Regions from separate parts of the Mus musculus genome. Here regions 2, 3 and 4 are each linked to region 1. Evidence: chromatin contacts called from public Hi-C, HiChIP or PLAC-seq and Micro-C data. All regions are on one chromosome and are shown on one strand. Each heading gives the region's core, a stretch centred on a gene start, on an enhancer-like site or on the middle of the called end of the contact. The rest is flanking DNA. Distances are from core to core; before and after follow the strand shown.

Evidence for each region. Hi-C and Micro-C count contacts between places; a contact is called where the count stands out from the background. HiChIP or PLAC-seq counts read pairs in DNA pulled down with a chosen protein or histone mark.
Region 2: a contact with region 1 is called in a Hi-C map of Th1 cells, with 4 times the contacts expected there. The contact joins the promoter of Cd247 here to the enhancer-like site in region 1. A contact is called at or near these places in 19 of 39 promoter capture datasets (the 3T3-L1 cell line, 3T3-L1-derived adipocytes, the C10 cell line and 14 more), 5 of 15 datasets of contacts at CTCF or cohesin (CD8 T cells, the NIH/3T3 cell line, large pre-B cells and 1 more), 105 of 484 Hi-C or Micro-C datasets (3T3-L1-derived adipocytes, the AML12 cell line, B cells and 62 more), 24 of 115 datasets of contacts at active chromatin or transcription factors (the 230-238 cell line, CD4 T cells, CD8 T cells and 21 more) and 4 of 9 other capture datasets (adipose tissue, embryonic stem cells, liver and 1 more).
Region 3: a contact with region 1 is called in a Micro-C map of the G1E-ER4 cell line, with 7 times the contacts expected there. The contact joins two enhancer-like sites. A contact is called at or near these places in 17 of 39 promoter capture datasets (the 3T3-L1 cell line, 3T3-L1-derived adipocytes, the HPC-7 cell line and 12 more), 4 of 15 datasets of contacts at CTCF or cohesin (the NIH/3T3 cell line, hippocampal excitatory neurons, large pre-B cells and 1 more), 57 of 484 Hi-C or Micro-C datasets (the AML12 cell line, B cells, the C2C12 cell line and 37 more) and 14 of 115 datasets of contacts at active chromatin or transcription factors (the HPC-7 cell line, craniofacial prominence, embryonic basal ganglia and 7 more).
Region 4: an H3K27ac HiChIP or PLAC-seq map of the HPC-7 cell line shows a contact between it and region 1, with 7 times the contacts expected there. The contact joins two enhancer-like sites. A contact is called at or near these places in 17 of 39 promoter capture datasets (the 3T3-L1 cell line, 3T3-L1-derived adipocytes, the C10 cell line and 12 more), 1 of 15 datasets of contacts at CTCF or cohesin (large pre-B cells), 35 of 484 Hi-C or Micro-C datasets (the 63-12 cell line, the AML12 cell line, B cells and 22 more), 14 of 115 datasets of contacts at active chromatin or transcription factors (the 230-238 cell line, DN3 thymocytes, the HPC-7 cell line and 10 more) and 3 of 9 other capture datasets (adipose tissue, liver and pancreatic islet).

What each region holds. Positions count from the first base shown.
Region 1 is chr1:165,984,191-165,987,810 of GRCm38.p6, forward strand. The region is part of intron 1 of Pou2f1 (POU domain, class 2, transcription factor 1); the gene reads right to left. Among named protein-coding and RNA genes, the nearest start is that of Pou2f1, 17 kb to the right of the region's middle. Within about 2 kb of position 1,806, at least 50 of the 459 cell types and tissues checked have an H3K27ac peak or open chromatin away from gene starts, as enhancers often do. A contact at or near this core is called in CD8 T cells, the G1E-ER4 cell line, the HPC-7 cell line and 10 more, where this site is marked.
Region 2 is chr1:165,786,635-165,790,254 of GRCm38.p6, forward strand. It overlaps Cd247 (CD247 antigen), which reads left to right and starts at 2,047. Exons shown (of 8, transcript NM_001113391.2): 1 at 2,047-2,252. The coding sequence starts at 2,195.
Region 3 is chr1:166,151,916-166,155,535 of GRCm38.p6, forward strand. Gpa33 (glycoprotein A33 (transmembrane)) reads left to right here. Exons shown (of 7, transcript NM_021610.2): 3 at 653-869. Among named protein-coding and RNA genes, the nearest start is that of Gpa33, 24 kb to the left of the region's middle. Within about 2 kb of position 1,661, at least 31 of the 459 cell types and tissues checked have an H3K27ac peak or open chromatin away from gene starts, as enhancers often do. A contact at or near this core is called in the G1E-ER4 cell line and regulatory T cells, where this site is marked.
Region 4 is chr1:165,853,030-165,856,649 of GRCm38.p6, forward strand. Cd247 (CD247 antigen) reads left to right here. Exons shown (of 8, transcript NM_001113391.2): 2 at 2,137-2,240; 3 at 3,371-3,427. Among named protein-coding and RNA genes, the nearest start is that of Gm32999, 5.7 kb to the left of the region's middle. Within about 2 kb of position 1,797, at least 29 of the 459 cell types and tissues checked have an H3K27ac peak or open chromatin away from gene starts, as enhancers often do. A contact at or near this core is called in CD8 T cells, the G1E-ER4 cell line, the HPC-7 cell line and 2 more, where this site is marked.

The sequences.
Region 1 (3,620 bases), core at 556-3,055:
CTGAAGGAGACAATAACAAAACTCAGACTAGTTCCTCTCTTCTGTCTAGCGTATTGCATGGCCTCTGGAATCCTTTGAAAAGGTGCACAAGAAGCTAAGCAATCAGGAAGGTAACATAACTTACCACTCAACAGAATTCTATCACTCAGCAACCAAGTACCACACCAACACGGTCTCCTTTTCGTGAACGACATGGCACTTTGAAGACTGTAACAGAAGCCTCAGCGGCGTTTGCTTTGCTAACCCTCATCACTCTTTACGCTTGTGCTACTACATAGAAGATGTTGCTATGCGACAGTCACGGTACTATTAAGATCTTTCCTTTGAGAAAATGAAGTCCATAAAGGGGAGACTCTCATGTCAACTTCACACCCCTACCCCACATGCAAGTTTCCAAGGCCCCAAACCAAGCCCTAGAGAACAACTTTAAACAATTTTTAGACTTATTTATTTTGTTACTTATGTGTTAAGCATGGATTTGCTTCTATGTGTACCCCATGTGTACCTGGTACCCTGGGAAGTCAGAGAAGCCAGTGGATCAACTAGAACTAGAGTTACAGATGCTTGAGCAGCCATGTAAGTGCTGGGAATTGAACCAAGATCCTCTATAAGAGCAGCAAGTTTTCTTAACCGACCTGCCAACTCTTCAGCTTGAAAACAACTAATTTTTGGGTTTCAGGACCCTTTTAGGATCCTAAAAATTACTGCAAGGTGTTGGTAGATTTCTAAAATGGCCTCCACTGATACCTGACTCCAAGTATTACTGCTTGCTCTTGAGTGTGAAATGGATCAAGTAATATGCTTCTAATAACATGGCAGAAGGGAACATACTACTTAGGAAATTATGTTAATGATCAAGTGAGGATTCTTTGATAGATGAAAAGAATGCAGAAGCAAAGTAACACTTGTTTAATGTTAGTAACTCTTGAGCCTTGGATATCCAGACGGTCTGCTTTCAGTGTGACACCTCTGCACTTTTAAGTTCTTGTGGCCTAGTACTGAAGGACTAGTGTTACACTTCCAAGCTTCAAGTGTTTGGACCCTTAGCTCTTATTATTATGGATCCTAAGAAGCCAGAGCTCTTAGAAGTGTTCTGGAATTCTGCCAGCAGTTAGACAGAGCTTGCACCTTTTCAAACACCCCACTCTCTGCTGTCCTTTACCCTCTTTAATCTCAGCTGTTCACGCTCCACGCCCCAGCCTTCTACTATCTCTCTCCTGCACTGCTCACTGCTACTGACTATGACAGCGAAGGCTGAGTTGCTGGCTCTTTGTATTTTGGACTCAGCCTTCTCTAACAGAGATAAAGGCCACAAGTAGGTCAGTGTGGGAGAAAGAAAGGTCTGACAACTGTCAATCAAGTAGTTGAAATATCTGTGCCTGACAATTTTTGTCATCAAAAATATATATGTACGTTGAGGGGTGCTAGCTATGAAGACTAACCAAAAAATTAAGTCTTGTTCTCAGAAAAATGTCACCCAGTACTTAGTCCTCACCCAAATACCATCTGAGAGGGAAATGTCCTCTTAGAAGGAGTTGAGTCTTCCTAACCTACCTTGACTCAGTTACAAGACAATGGTTTCAATCTTGCTAACGTTCTTTCCTTGCTAGCATTCTCTTTGGCTCCTTCAAGGCCTACTCTAAGGAAGAAAGCTGTAGAAACCACAAAGGAAGGGAGGGAGGGCAGTTTCTGATCAACCAAGTACTAGATAAGAAGAAACTGAGGTCTTAAGTGCAACAGTAAGGAGAACTCCATCCATCAACAATCATGTGAGCAAGCTCGGCAAGCTCCCTCCCATCTGAACCTTCAGATAAGACTATAGTTTGGGCCAAAGCATTGCAGCCTTTTAAAAGGCTTAACATAGAGGACCCAACAAAACCATGTGCAGATTCCTCACCACAATGATCTGTGTCTTCCTTTTATGTCTATCCTTTAGTGGCAAAGATTCTCACACTGTTCCTACCCTATTCAGAGAGGATTTTAAGCTCTCTGAAGTGCTCTATACTTAGGATTCTCACAGAAAGAATGAGAAGGAAACTGGCAATACTATAAAGAACATGCACAAACATGCTCTGAGCAGGTGATTCTAACCATCAGCTATGCATAGATATGCACGGCAGAACAAAAAACTATTGTGTTGTGACTGCTGAGATAGCTATCTACTAGCTTAACATGTTTGTAGTGGTTAGGATACAAACACATGAGGCATGTCATAAAGAAGGCAGTCAATCTTACAACTCCCCAGAGAAAATAGTAAATATGTACACATTATCACATGAGCTAGCCTATATGCAAAATGAGGCATAAAACGAACACTTTGCTTCATTTTATATGCCAGGAATACTTTCAGGGGACTAAAGAACTTAACAAAACTAAGCTAGGCATGGTGGTGCACACCTTTAATCCCAGCACTTTGGGGAACAGAGGCAGGTAGGTGGATCTCTGTGAGTTCAAGGCCAGCCTGGTCTCTATACTGAGTTCGAGGACAGCCAGACTTACATAGTAATAGCCTGTCTTTAAAAGAGAGGGAGGGGGAAGATTCTAGTGTGCAGAAAATAAAAATTACATATAATCTTAAATATGGTGCTAACATTAATGTTTTAATTGATATAAGTTTTAAAAACAAAGAAACTTTTAAGCATAAAGGAATATGGCTACCATTATTAAACAACTAAATACACAGATATCATTACATAACATGATTTTCTATTATCCAGACTCAGTCTACCTTAAGCTAATAACTGAAGTTGTATGTCGATTAACCAAGCAAAAATTCATGTTGTCAACTTACTATAACAAAGGTTGCCTTCACATTCTTTTAAATAGCATAACTACTTTATCTGCTTAAGTGACTTTTTACTGACATCACTATGTACAAATCAGTAGTAACTAAAATAAACATTTCTGATTCCTTGCTTTTAAAGCAAAATACTTGGTTATTTCAACTACCCCCATCCCAGACAATTTGGAGTTGTGTGCAATAACACAAACAAGTTATAACAAATGTTTTGTTAGGTTACTGCTTGACATCATCCAATGAGAGATAAATAGTGAAACAAGAGTTAGGCTAACTGCTACCTCCTAGGTAAAAACTTCCTGGAACAATTTCATACAGAATCAAGAGTATCCAAAGCAAAAGATCTAAACTACACAAATCTCTATGAAAATAATGGTAAAGAACTCTAGAGAAGGCAATAAAGTAAGCAAAAGACAAACAGCAGGACATGGCAAAAGTGTATTAAAGGTATTTATAAACAAAGCAAAAACTAAATAGCAAAACATGGAGGAAGTTTGCTTTTTAAAAGGAATTTGTACAGGAACACAAAAATTGACAGCAAGCTTACAGGTACCTAGGAAACACCGATGAAGAAATGCACAGTTCTCTACCAGCTTAAACAGCTTATAATCATTTATTTGTGACCCGTGTATTGAAACAGGAATGGCAAAAATCCCTCCTTAACTATCTTGTGATTTAAAATGATGACTGTCATTTAATAAAATCACAAGCAGAAAACATACAATTACCTCTGAATTACACCCAGCATGCCCTCCAGCACTATTCTTTCCCTTAATAGTTTAATTTGTCCACTATTTCACCAAAAGTCATGCCTCAATTTCAT
Region 2 (3,620 bases), core at 797-3,296, 200 kb before region 1:
TTCTCATTGGTCCTCATCAGCCGTGCGCCCTTTACTCCTTGTGCTGTGTTACCATCTCATTTCGATGCTTTGTGTGTCTAGCTTGCGTTTTCCTAGTGACTAACACACTACGAGGCTTTCCTGTGCTAGTGACCACTTGTTTATCTTCTTTGGAGAAATGTCTATTAAATCTTTGGCTAATTTTTATTTTTTATTTTTATCCTATTAAACTGTAGACATACTTATACATTCTGAATACTGGACCAAAACCAGTATATAATTTGCAAATATTTTCACACATTTTGTGGACTGTTTTTAAAATTTTCTTCCCACTTTCTTTTGAGGCATAAAACTTTTAAAATTTGATGATGTTCAATTTATGTATGTTGGTTTTGGTTGCTTGTGTCTTTTGTGGTCTAACATGTTAAGTCTTTCATATAAACTCTAGAATCAGTTTATCTTGTTTTAAGAGTTTGTTAACATATTTTTAGCATTTATTTGTTTGTGGGGTGTGTGTGTGTGTGTGTGTGTGTATGTATGTGTGGTGTGTCTGTGTGTGGTGTACATATGTATGGTATTTGTATATGTGTATTTGTATAGTGTGTATATATGTATGTATATGTGGTGTGTACGTGTATGTATATATCGATATATGTATGTATGTGTGTGGTATATGTGTGTGTGGTATATGTGTGTGTGGTATATGTATGTGTGTATGGTGCATGTATGTATGTGTGGTGTGTATGTGTATGTATATATGTGTATATGGTGTATGTATGTGTGTGGTGTGTGTATGTATATGTGCTATGTACATGTATGTATGTTATGTGTGTGGTATATGTGTGTATGGTGTATGTATGTGTGAGGTATATTTGTGTATGGTGTGTGTATGTGTATGTATTTGTGGTATGTATGTGTATAGTATATGTGTGTATGATGTGTGTGTATGTATGTGTGGTATATATGTGTATGTATGCCATGTGTGTGGTATATGTGTGTATGGTGTATGTATGTGTGTGGTTTATGTGTGTGCGTGTGTGTGTGTGTGTGTGTGTGTGTGTGTGTGTAGCTCAGAGGACATCTTACAAGAATGGCTTCCCATCTACCATGTGGGCTCTGAAGATGGAATTCAGACTGTCAGGCTTGGCAGAAACTACCTGAACCAGCTCTCTGCCTCCAGATTTGATAATATTGTCTTTCCATTTAGAAGGCTGGTAGACTGAAAAGTAACTGTGGACTTCTTGACTTTCTTTTTTAAATCAAAGAAACCAGAGGCACCCTCCCATCCACATGATCCTTTCCGGGTCTCTGTCCCGTCTCAAAGCTTGTGTACACTCACCTACAACTCTCCGTTATGCTTATTTCTCAGTTTTATTTTTTATTTTGTTTTGAGGCAGTCTTGCTACACAGCTCAAGTTGGCCAGGTATTCACTGTTAGTCCAGTGTGACCTCAAACTCACACTCCTCCTGCCTTTGCCACATGAGTGATACGATTTACAGGCAGGCAATCTAGGCCTGACTTTTATCGTTTTCTTACTGTAAATGACCCCAAGGGTGAAAAGTTGACAATTAGAGGAAGCATGTGACCTCGGTTTGGTGGCACATACTGTAATCTTGACCTGTGGAAAGCTGAGGAGGGAAAATTGTGAGTTCAAGACCAGCCTGGATTAAATAGTGAGATTTGTCTCAGGGAAAAGAATTTTGAAAACAATGTAAGCTATAGTATTTCACACTATTTATGGTCTGAATTGAGGCCAAGTTCAGAACTATACCTCAAATATCCTCCTTTCTTTGTGCTTCAGATAAAGAAGCTGACGTCTGGAGATGCTTCAAGGCCACACAGCAACTTAGATATATGCCTAGGGTCTGACTTCAGCAATTGAGAGTCACGTACAAATTAGTAAAGAATTAAAATAATAAAAAAGTACATTAAACTACAGTCAAATTGAAGAAAAAGCAAAATTCAGACGGATGCACATTCTTACACCCCAAACCTCCAAACCTTCAGAACTTCCTGCCTATGAATCGAGAGGGGGAGTGAGAGGGTGTCTTGCTGGCAGGTGCTGTCTCAAAGGCCCACAGTCCTCCACTTCCTGGGGTGTCAGCCACAGAACAAAGCCAGCAGAGACTCCATCAGCGCCTCCTTTTCTCCTCATCCTCCCAGGCATAGCTGCCTCTGCCTCTGCCTCTGGGTACCATCCCAGGGAAGCAGAAGATGAAGTGGAAAGTGTCTGTTCTCGCCTGCATCCTCCACGTGCGGTTCCCAGGAGCAGGTAAGGGCTCTGTTTCCCGCGGCTCGACCCTTTTAGAGCCTCTCCGTGTGTCTGAGGGGCAGCGGAGGGGTGCCAAGGACCTGGTGCTTCTTTTAAAGCTTGTCTTCCCAAAGTCAACGGGCAGAGTGGGCAGCGGCAGTGTGGGCTTGGGTCCCACCCAGGCGTCTGCTCTGTGACAGCCAAGCTGGTTATCGGTTGGGGGCCAGCTGTTTGAAAACACAGTTGTAGATTGTCTAATGATAAAGGCAAAAGAAAAAGACTGTGGAGGGAAAGGGCAAGGAGAAACGCAGCGAGTCAGCAACTGAGACAGCTCTGCGCGGACGGGAGAAGCGGCACAGGATCCGAAACACCAGCCAGCTAGGCCTCGCTCCTCTACTCTGGTTTCCAGATATCATGACTCCTTCCGCCCCTCTCTGGTTGGCATTGCCGCTCAGCCCCGTTCTTTCCTCCTTTGCCAATAAAGGACATTGCCATGGTCAGTCAGAAAGGGTCATGGCCTGTGACCCTGAGTATCCTGAAACATCTGGTAGAGGCCGAGCCCCTACAAGAGAACTTGAGGCAGGGAGGGAGGGAGGCGTACGGAGTAGGCATCCATATTTGCAGCCTTTTGCAAGGCGCATTGCCACCTTCTGGCCCAGAGCATTTAAGTCTAAGCTCACCCTGTCAAGGCTGTCCCCCACATCACAGCCACCAGCTACCCTATGACATACTGATTCTCTGTGATATACTCACATGGCTCTCTATCTGAGCCAAGCAGCCAGAGACACGGACAGAAATGCTAGCAACAGGTTGAAGAATATGTGTTAATACGTGACCATCACGAGTCACAACCAGCCCAGAAGACAACTTGCGCCAGAGCCCACTGCATCCCTCCAATGCCTGGCATTTGGCATGCGGTAGCCTTAGTGTGCTTCCTAGTTCAGCAGTCGGGGTGGAAGCGAGGGAACAGAAGACAAAAGACACCACTCACAAGATTGGTGTCATGGCCGTTTTACAAGAAATGGGACAATCTGTATTTGAATCTAGAAAGACAAGGATGGTAGCTGTAAGGGGTACCCTTCCTCCAATTTAGAGCTCTCCTGAGGGTGACAGTTTGTCGGGTGACAAGGCAGGAATGGCCAACACATGATTGTTACCACCAGGAAACTGCACAGTCCTGGGCTAGCGTCATGGGGTTCTGAGGGCTCAGGAATGGGCTTTTCTGACCTAGCACAGTGCTTTTCTCAGAAAGGGCTGGGCAGGTGTGACTCACACAGTGCTGTAGGGTAATTGCCCCTGAGGGAGCCCCAGAAGCCCTCACTCATAGGCAAGTGAGAAACATTTTCACAGCCAGAGAGGTTCACTGACTAGAGGAGCAGCCACTGCAGG
Region 3 (3,620 bases), core at 411-2,910, 170 kb after region 1:
AGGGCAATAGTCAGAACCAAGTGAGCTGGAACTCAGTGGTTAACTAGTGTGGTACCTGGCTTATGGTGGTGCACTGTGGGTGTTGGATGAAGGAAGGGATGGGTGAGAATAAACCATGGGCTGAGAGGGAACCAAGGAGAGAGAGGCTGGTCACAAATGTGAGTGCTGGGATCCGAGCCAGCCTCATTTACACACCGGTATTCCAGGGTGTGTGCTTCTGTGCACACTGGTCTCCCAGGGTGTGTGCCTCGGTGCTGTTTTGTGCTTTTCCTTTGAGTCAGTGTGTCATGCCTCCCAGATTGGCTTAGAACTTGCTACATAGCCAAGGACGACTTTGAACTTTTCCCTCCCTTCACCTCTGGAATGCTGGGATGATCGGCACGCGCCGCAACACCAAGTTTACACGGCACTGGGATCAAATCCAGGCCTTTACGTGTGGTAGGCAAGTACTACCAGCTAAACTACAACCCCAGTCCCTAAAGCTCAAAAGCAAATCTTTAAAAGTCTAAAGTTATCTAGCTAGATAACAAGAGGAATCTACCAGCAGGTACTGCCCTTCTGTTTGACATGTTGTTGGTTTGCTCTGGGGGACGAAGATTGAGTCAGGGCAGGTCTACACCAGGTCCTGACAGACATTTCCTCTTTCTCTCAGGAAAGAGTGGTCACCTGGAATTTTGTGACAAAGAAATACATCTATGGGAACCGTTATGAGAATCGAGTGAGAGTATCTAACGATGCTGAGTTGTCAAATGCCTCTATCACCATCGACCAGCTGACCATGGACGACAATGGCACCTACGAGTGCTCCGTGTCACTGATGTCGGACCAGGATGTCAACGCCAAGTCTCGAGTCCGCCTCTTGGTCCTTGGTGAGTGTCTCTGTCTTTTCCTGTGGGAGGAGGGTGGGCAGAGAGGCGCTGTCAGCAGCAGAGCCATGGTTCTGTCTCTCCCTCTGTCTCTCAAATGCTCTCCGGGGGTTCTCGGTGGCTAGCAGGGTGTTTCTGAGGGCAGAGGTGTGGCTTTGGAGTCACCCCTTGCTCCCGTTGCTCGTTGCCCTCCATACCAACTCTTCTTTCCCCTTCCAAACTCATTACTGAAAAGAAGTGAAGGGGATCCCCCAAGCAATACACGGGTTCTCATCTTGTGTGGCACTCACAGGGCCAATCGTGACCCCCATAGGTGACTCTTTCCCTGCTCTCAACTCTGTTCCACACCAGTTTTTCCACCCTTCCTCTAACAAAGGCACAGTCGCCAACCAATGGGAAGTATGTCCCAGGATAGCATCCTTTTCACAGGAGAATTTGTTGGAATTTATAGTTTTGGAGAGGCGAGGAAACTCATCTGCTTTAATTTCTGAGTAGGTGAGGCCCACAGGAAGTAATTGCCTCAAACCAGTTACTGGGATTGCTTTAATGAGAATCTAGTCTATGTGCAGTGTGAGCAAGGCCCCACTTCTGGGAGGTAGCATCTCTGTGCATCAAAACAGAGGATCCTTTTTCCTCTTTTTCCTTTACACTACTTGGCAGAAGCTCTTTTAAATTGTATGTGGTAGTTGTTGGACTCATAGAAAGCCTTATAGCGTGTCAGACTACACTGCGGTTATCAACTAATGCTGCCTAAAGAATAGGCAAGACCTCTTCCACCCCGCCACCATGTGGCAACCAGTGGTAATGCAGGCAGGCGTCTTAGACTTCGCCCGGCGTTCTCCCAACGCACACCACACACTCAGACACTTTGCTCTTTCCTGTGAAGACGTGAGATATTATAAAGCACTTAGCAAGTTGCTTCTTGACAGCGCACCGTGAACACCTCAGGTTTCAACGCTTTTTTTTAGCTCTTGTTTGAACAAGCAATACTACAATATACCCCTTTATCTCACTTTGTGTAGAGGTATGAATAAAAATCATAAGTTATATATACATATGAGGATTATATATACACAGACTTGTATAACATTTGGGTTCTTTAAATACCTGGCCTGCCTTTTTTGACAGAGGATTTCAAACAAATGGCAAGAATCGGTGTAAATCTGAAACCTGATTCTGCTGGTCCTCCAACCAAACTCCGGCCCGTACATCAAGGACCACCTACTTTTAAAGACAATCAGATTAACCCGAAGAGTTAAGGCTACACGTTTAATATGAGAGTATGGAATTCGTTGAAACTAACCTCTTGCTTTAAAAAAAATTACATGTTAATAAACCCAGCAATATTCTTTGTGAAAAGTTTTCTTTCTCGGTGTCTATATAACTAGATAATTTTTACAAGAGAATGACTTTAATTATACGGGGCGGCTCATTCTGGGGAGGCTAGCAGGAAACTCCGACCTTAGCCCCGGGGAGCTAGCCTTGTCTAGCTCACCTGCAGGAAGCCCCTAAGTCAGAAGACTCAGCAGCCTGTGCGGCAGGTGTTAAATCCTTGTCCTGGCCTCTGGCGCCCCCTGACGTCTTCAAAGGGAACAGACGGCATCTGAGAGGCTTTGAAGCCTAACACATCCCCTCCCACCCTCCATGGCCTCTCCCTCAGTAATTACTCAGGTAACCTTCTGTTTGTAAAACAGGCCACGTGAGAACAAGACCCTCTCCCTTGTGAGTTTCTGCTCCCTCGCCAGTCCTCTTGGCTCCCGCCCGCGGGCTCTTTAAACTAGATCTAACTCGAGATCCCGGCTGTTTGTGATTGGGGCGCTGAAGATCTGGAGAGAGAGGGCCCGGGTGTGCCTGGCACAGGGCCCGCAGGAAGTTTAGAGCCTGTGGTCAAGGGCCTGGAGCGAAAGATCTCGACTCAGTCCTCTTGAAAGCATATCTCTCTTGCTGGCCATCACCCTGGCGGGCAGTTTCTGGAGTTCCTGTTCAGACCACACCCAAGGAGTGGATGAAGCAGGTGCTAGTTTTCCAAACAGGCGCCTTTGCCTTTTACGCCTCAGCAGTTGGTCTCTGGCACTTTCCTTCCCACTTCTGTCTGTATCCGACAACTCCACCCCGCCCCGACCAACCAACCAACCAACCAACCAACCAACCAACCAACCAACCAAAAACTAGCTTGGGGGGTGGGTGGTGTCCCTCTGCTATTCCACCACTTAGTCTAATGAGTGTATGGGAGTTTGCCGCTGCGCCTCCTGCTAAAGGCATGCCTGAGAGTGAGGTTGGCTAGGTAAGGGCCCTGCAAGGTTCTGGTGTGCGGCCCAGGAGGGAGAGAGAACCACAGCAGGAAGGAATGCTCAGAGGGTAGGTTCGCCTCCCCTTCACCGCCAGTCTCAGGTCTGCTAACTCCCGGGCGGGCGGGCAGGATGCTGCAGGAGCCTAAGTAGCCAACCTCTGGCAGGTGTTCTGCTCACCTGCTCCTGCAGGCTGGCCTTTGATCCTCAGGAGCTAGGGTTTTGTTTGGCGATTCGGGAGTGCCTCTAATGTGTCCCCGTGGTTGGTGGTTACCATCCGCCCCATACCTGGCTGGCCCAGCTGTGTCAGCAGATGCAAGGCACTCTTAATAATAGCCTGCTTATTTCCAAGAAGAAATTATGCAGCTGCTGGAGTGGAAGAGAGGAGTCGGGGACAATTCCTCTGACAACTTCCAGGTGGGTTAAGACTGGCATTAACCCTCAAGATGGGTGACCATGTGCCTGA
Region 4 (3,620 bases), core at 547-3,046, 130 kb before region 1:
GAGAAGGGAAGTCTGAATCCAGAGAACTCTGTAGGGATCTAGGCTTTGCAGTCGCCAGCATTCCCTGGCTTTCCCTGGAGGACTCAGGTTTCTGATTCCTGAAGGTGCTGGGCAGAGCAAGCAGAGGCACAGAGGAGGAGCCAGGCGAACAGAAAGTGGGTGTGGAGGGAATTAGAGAGCATACTAAGATTAAGGGGGCAGCGAGGATAAAGGAGGAAGTGTTGGGATATGGCTCAGTAGGTAAAGTGTTTGCCTGCCACGTGTGAAGCCCTGGGGTTGAGTCCCAGAATCACCAAGCACAGAGATGTACATCTGTAAATTCCCAGGACTCCAGATGTGGATGCAGGGCATTGCAAAGCCAAGGCTGTCCTTGGTGCTATAAGTTCAATGCCAGACTGGAACACATGAGACAGTTGAAGAAGGGACAGGGTGGTAGTGAGTTCTTTCCAGTCTGGCCTGGAAAGGCAGAGCATTTGTGGGGCTGCACTGAGTCCCACACTTTGAAGTGTCTTTGAGCGGGATTGAGTTGGTTTCTGAGCAGGGACCTGGGGCCAGGAGGGACCCTGGATGAGAGAGTTGGAGTTAAAAGCTGAGAACAGAGGGCTTTAGGGACATGGTGATGGGGGACAGTGAGTGAGATTTAAGTCAGCCTTCTATTGTATGTGGGAGCAGATGAGAGGTTTCTGGCATAGTCACTACCTGCCTGCTCTGTGTGCTTCTGGTGGCAATCTAGCGGGGCCTTAATGATTGCGCTCACAGCCATAAACACTGCACAGAACAGACACTGAAGACTTTCAACCTGTTTTGCAGAAGAGGCAGCTGGAAGGATACCTTGCCGGAACTTAACTGGCACCCATCTGCCTTACCCACTGTTGGCCAGCGCCCACCAGAGGGCGCCACTTGCTACTGGCGTTAGGCTGGAAAGCCTTAAAGACCACTCTGCTTGTGTGGTTCTCAGGCAGGGCCAGAGGGAGGGTTTTGTGATACTGGGCCAGTTCTCAGATCCACACTTACCCAATAGGAGGGAGTTCAGGATCAGTAATATGCTCAGTTTGCTTGCTTTGTGTGATCTTTCAAATAGGAAGGCTACCTTCTATCTAACTAACGTATTTCCTTTCCTCACTCCCCCTGCCCTTCTTATCTACTGAGAACCATACATGCTTTGAGTGTGATTCGATAAACATCAGAAAGGCAGGAGGGGTGACTCTGGAGTGAGGAGACTAAGTAGAAGAGGCTCTAAGCTGAAGCATGTAGTCTGCCTGGAACTTATGTAGCTCAGGCTGGCCTCGAACTCACAACCCTCTTGCCTGTTCAATGATGGGACTACTGATGTGCACCACGATACCTAGACTTCACTGATAATGACTAGGTATTGAGATGATTTTATCCAATTATCTAATTTCTGAGCCCTACATTTGTAACCTCTAGAGTCTCTCTCTCTCCGTATAAAGGCCTTAGTTACCTAGGTACATTTCTGAGGTTTAGAGTGTCATAGTTTATGCAAGAGCTCACTTACAGCGGGGCTTCCATGTCACCAGAGCAGAAGTTCTGTGCACAGCAGTTTCATTTTTTCCTAATACTCCCTCATTCTTCCCAGCCTCTGTGGTTACATCTGGTACATGTGGTTACATTGTATGCATATAGGTGCACTCCTTACATCTGGTACATTGGTTACATTGTATGCATAGGTGCACTCCTTACATCTGGTACATGTGGTTACATTGTATGCATAGGTGCACTCGTTACATCTGGTACAAGTGGTTACATTGTATGCATATAGGTGCACTCCTTACATCTGGTACATGTGGTTACATTGTATGCATTGGTTCACTCATTACATCTGGTACATGTGGTTACATTGTATGCATTGGTGCACTCGTTACATCTGGTACATGTGGTTACATTGTATGCATAGGTGCACTCTTTACATCTGGTACATGTGGTTACATTGGCCATTGCAGGCTGGGTTTCTTCAGACTCAGTGAGAGAGGTTGTAGGTTGTGGTCTGTGTGAAGTATGAGGACTGGACCTAGTGCCCGTGACATGACTACAATCTGTCACAGAATTGACCTGGGGTAGGTGGGATGTGTTCTTGCCAGATCCAGCATGCCTAACCAATTTTCTCTCTTGGCACAGAGGCACAGAGCTTTGGTCTGCTGGATCCCAAACTCTGCTACTTGCTAGATGGAATCCTCTTCATCTACGGAGTCATCATCACAGCCCTGTACCTGAGAGCAAAAGTGGGTTCCCCTGGGCTCTTGAGGGAGGGTATAGGTTCCTCCACTGGGAGGATGTGAGGTGGGGATTTGGCACTGGAGAGTCTCAGGCCTGTGCTCTGCTTGGTGTCCATGGGCAAGGCAGGATACAACCAAGCGTGCACAGCCGGTGAGCAGAGAAGGCGGGGTATCCATCTGTGGCAGACAGAGCAGCTCAATGATCCAAGTGCTATGTGTATTACTGAAGATCGGTACCAGTGCCTGGATGTGGCTTCTGCTGGGAAACAGATGGCTTATACTGAACAGTTTAGGACAAGAAAGTGAAAGACAGACAAGACAGCCTCTTCTTAGGGCCTGCGGTTGAGCTGTAATGGAGGCCATACAGCTTTTCTCTCCAACTCTTGATTTTCCCATCCTGGAAATAAGAATGGTGGACAGAGCATCAGGCATCACCTGGTGCCTGAAGCCGTGGGTTTGTGGAAAGGACACACCTGGGAAGGTAGAAATCTCATCTTCCCAGGGCAGTAGAACCCATTTCCTTTCAGGCATAAGATTTCATTTGAGGAAGTCTTACTTTATGATTTTTTTTTAAATTTGGAAACTACACTTAGCACCAACTCTGGAAAATCCTGCAGTTCCTCTCAGCTTAGGTAACATGTGTGGTTATAGCGACTCGGGGCACACAGTCAGGACAGTAAGCAAGCAAGGTGCTTCCCACTCAGGAAACAGCTGGGTGAGTAATGATGCCCATGTGCCAACTTAGTAGGAAGCTTTTTGTAGGCACTGTCTACCCTCAGGGTTCCTGGAGGAAGGGGAACAGGAGGGGTTTCCTGGATTCCGGCAGGCACAGACGGAGAGCCTGGAACCCCTGCACACAGGGTGTGTGGGGGTGTGTGGGGGGGGCAAGGCCTTTACTTGGGATGATTAACTTCTCTGAAGACTAAAGCTGTAAGCACTTTAGTCAGGTCGCAGGCAGGAGAAAGGACAACTGAGTTCAGAAAGAAGCGGCTACACTTTGGGCTAGCCACAGGGAGCCAACAAGGGAGTTTGTTGTCATCGGGCATGGAGGGGCTGACACGCAGCTCTGCACTATAGCCAGTCCGATGGCCCCTTGGAGGTGGTGCTGAGCTCTGATTCTCTCTGCTCTGTTGCAGTTCAGCAGGAGTGCAGAGACTGCTGCCAACCTGCAGGACCCCAACCAGCTCTACAATGTAAGTTCCCCCTTCTGCAGACCTTCTTGGAAAGCCTTGTCCTAGGACCTAGGGAAACTTCAAGGTCAGGTTAAGCTGTAGGTCTGGTCCAAAGCTATTGGCCTGGTGGCTGGGTGGCAAGCCTTTGAGCCTCAGGTTTCTAATCCTGACTGGAGCGGAATCCTGCTTGCCCCTCAGTGCTGCTATGAGGACG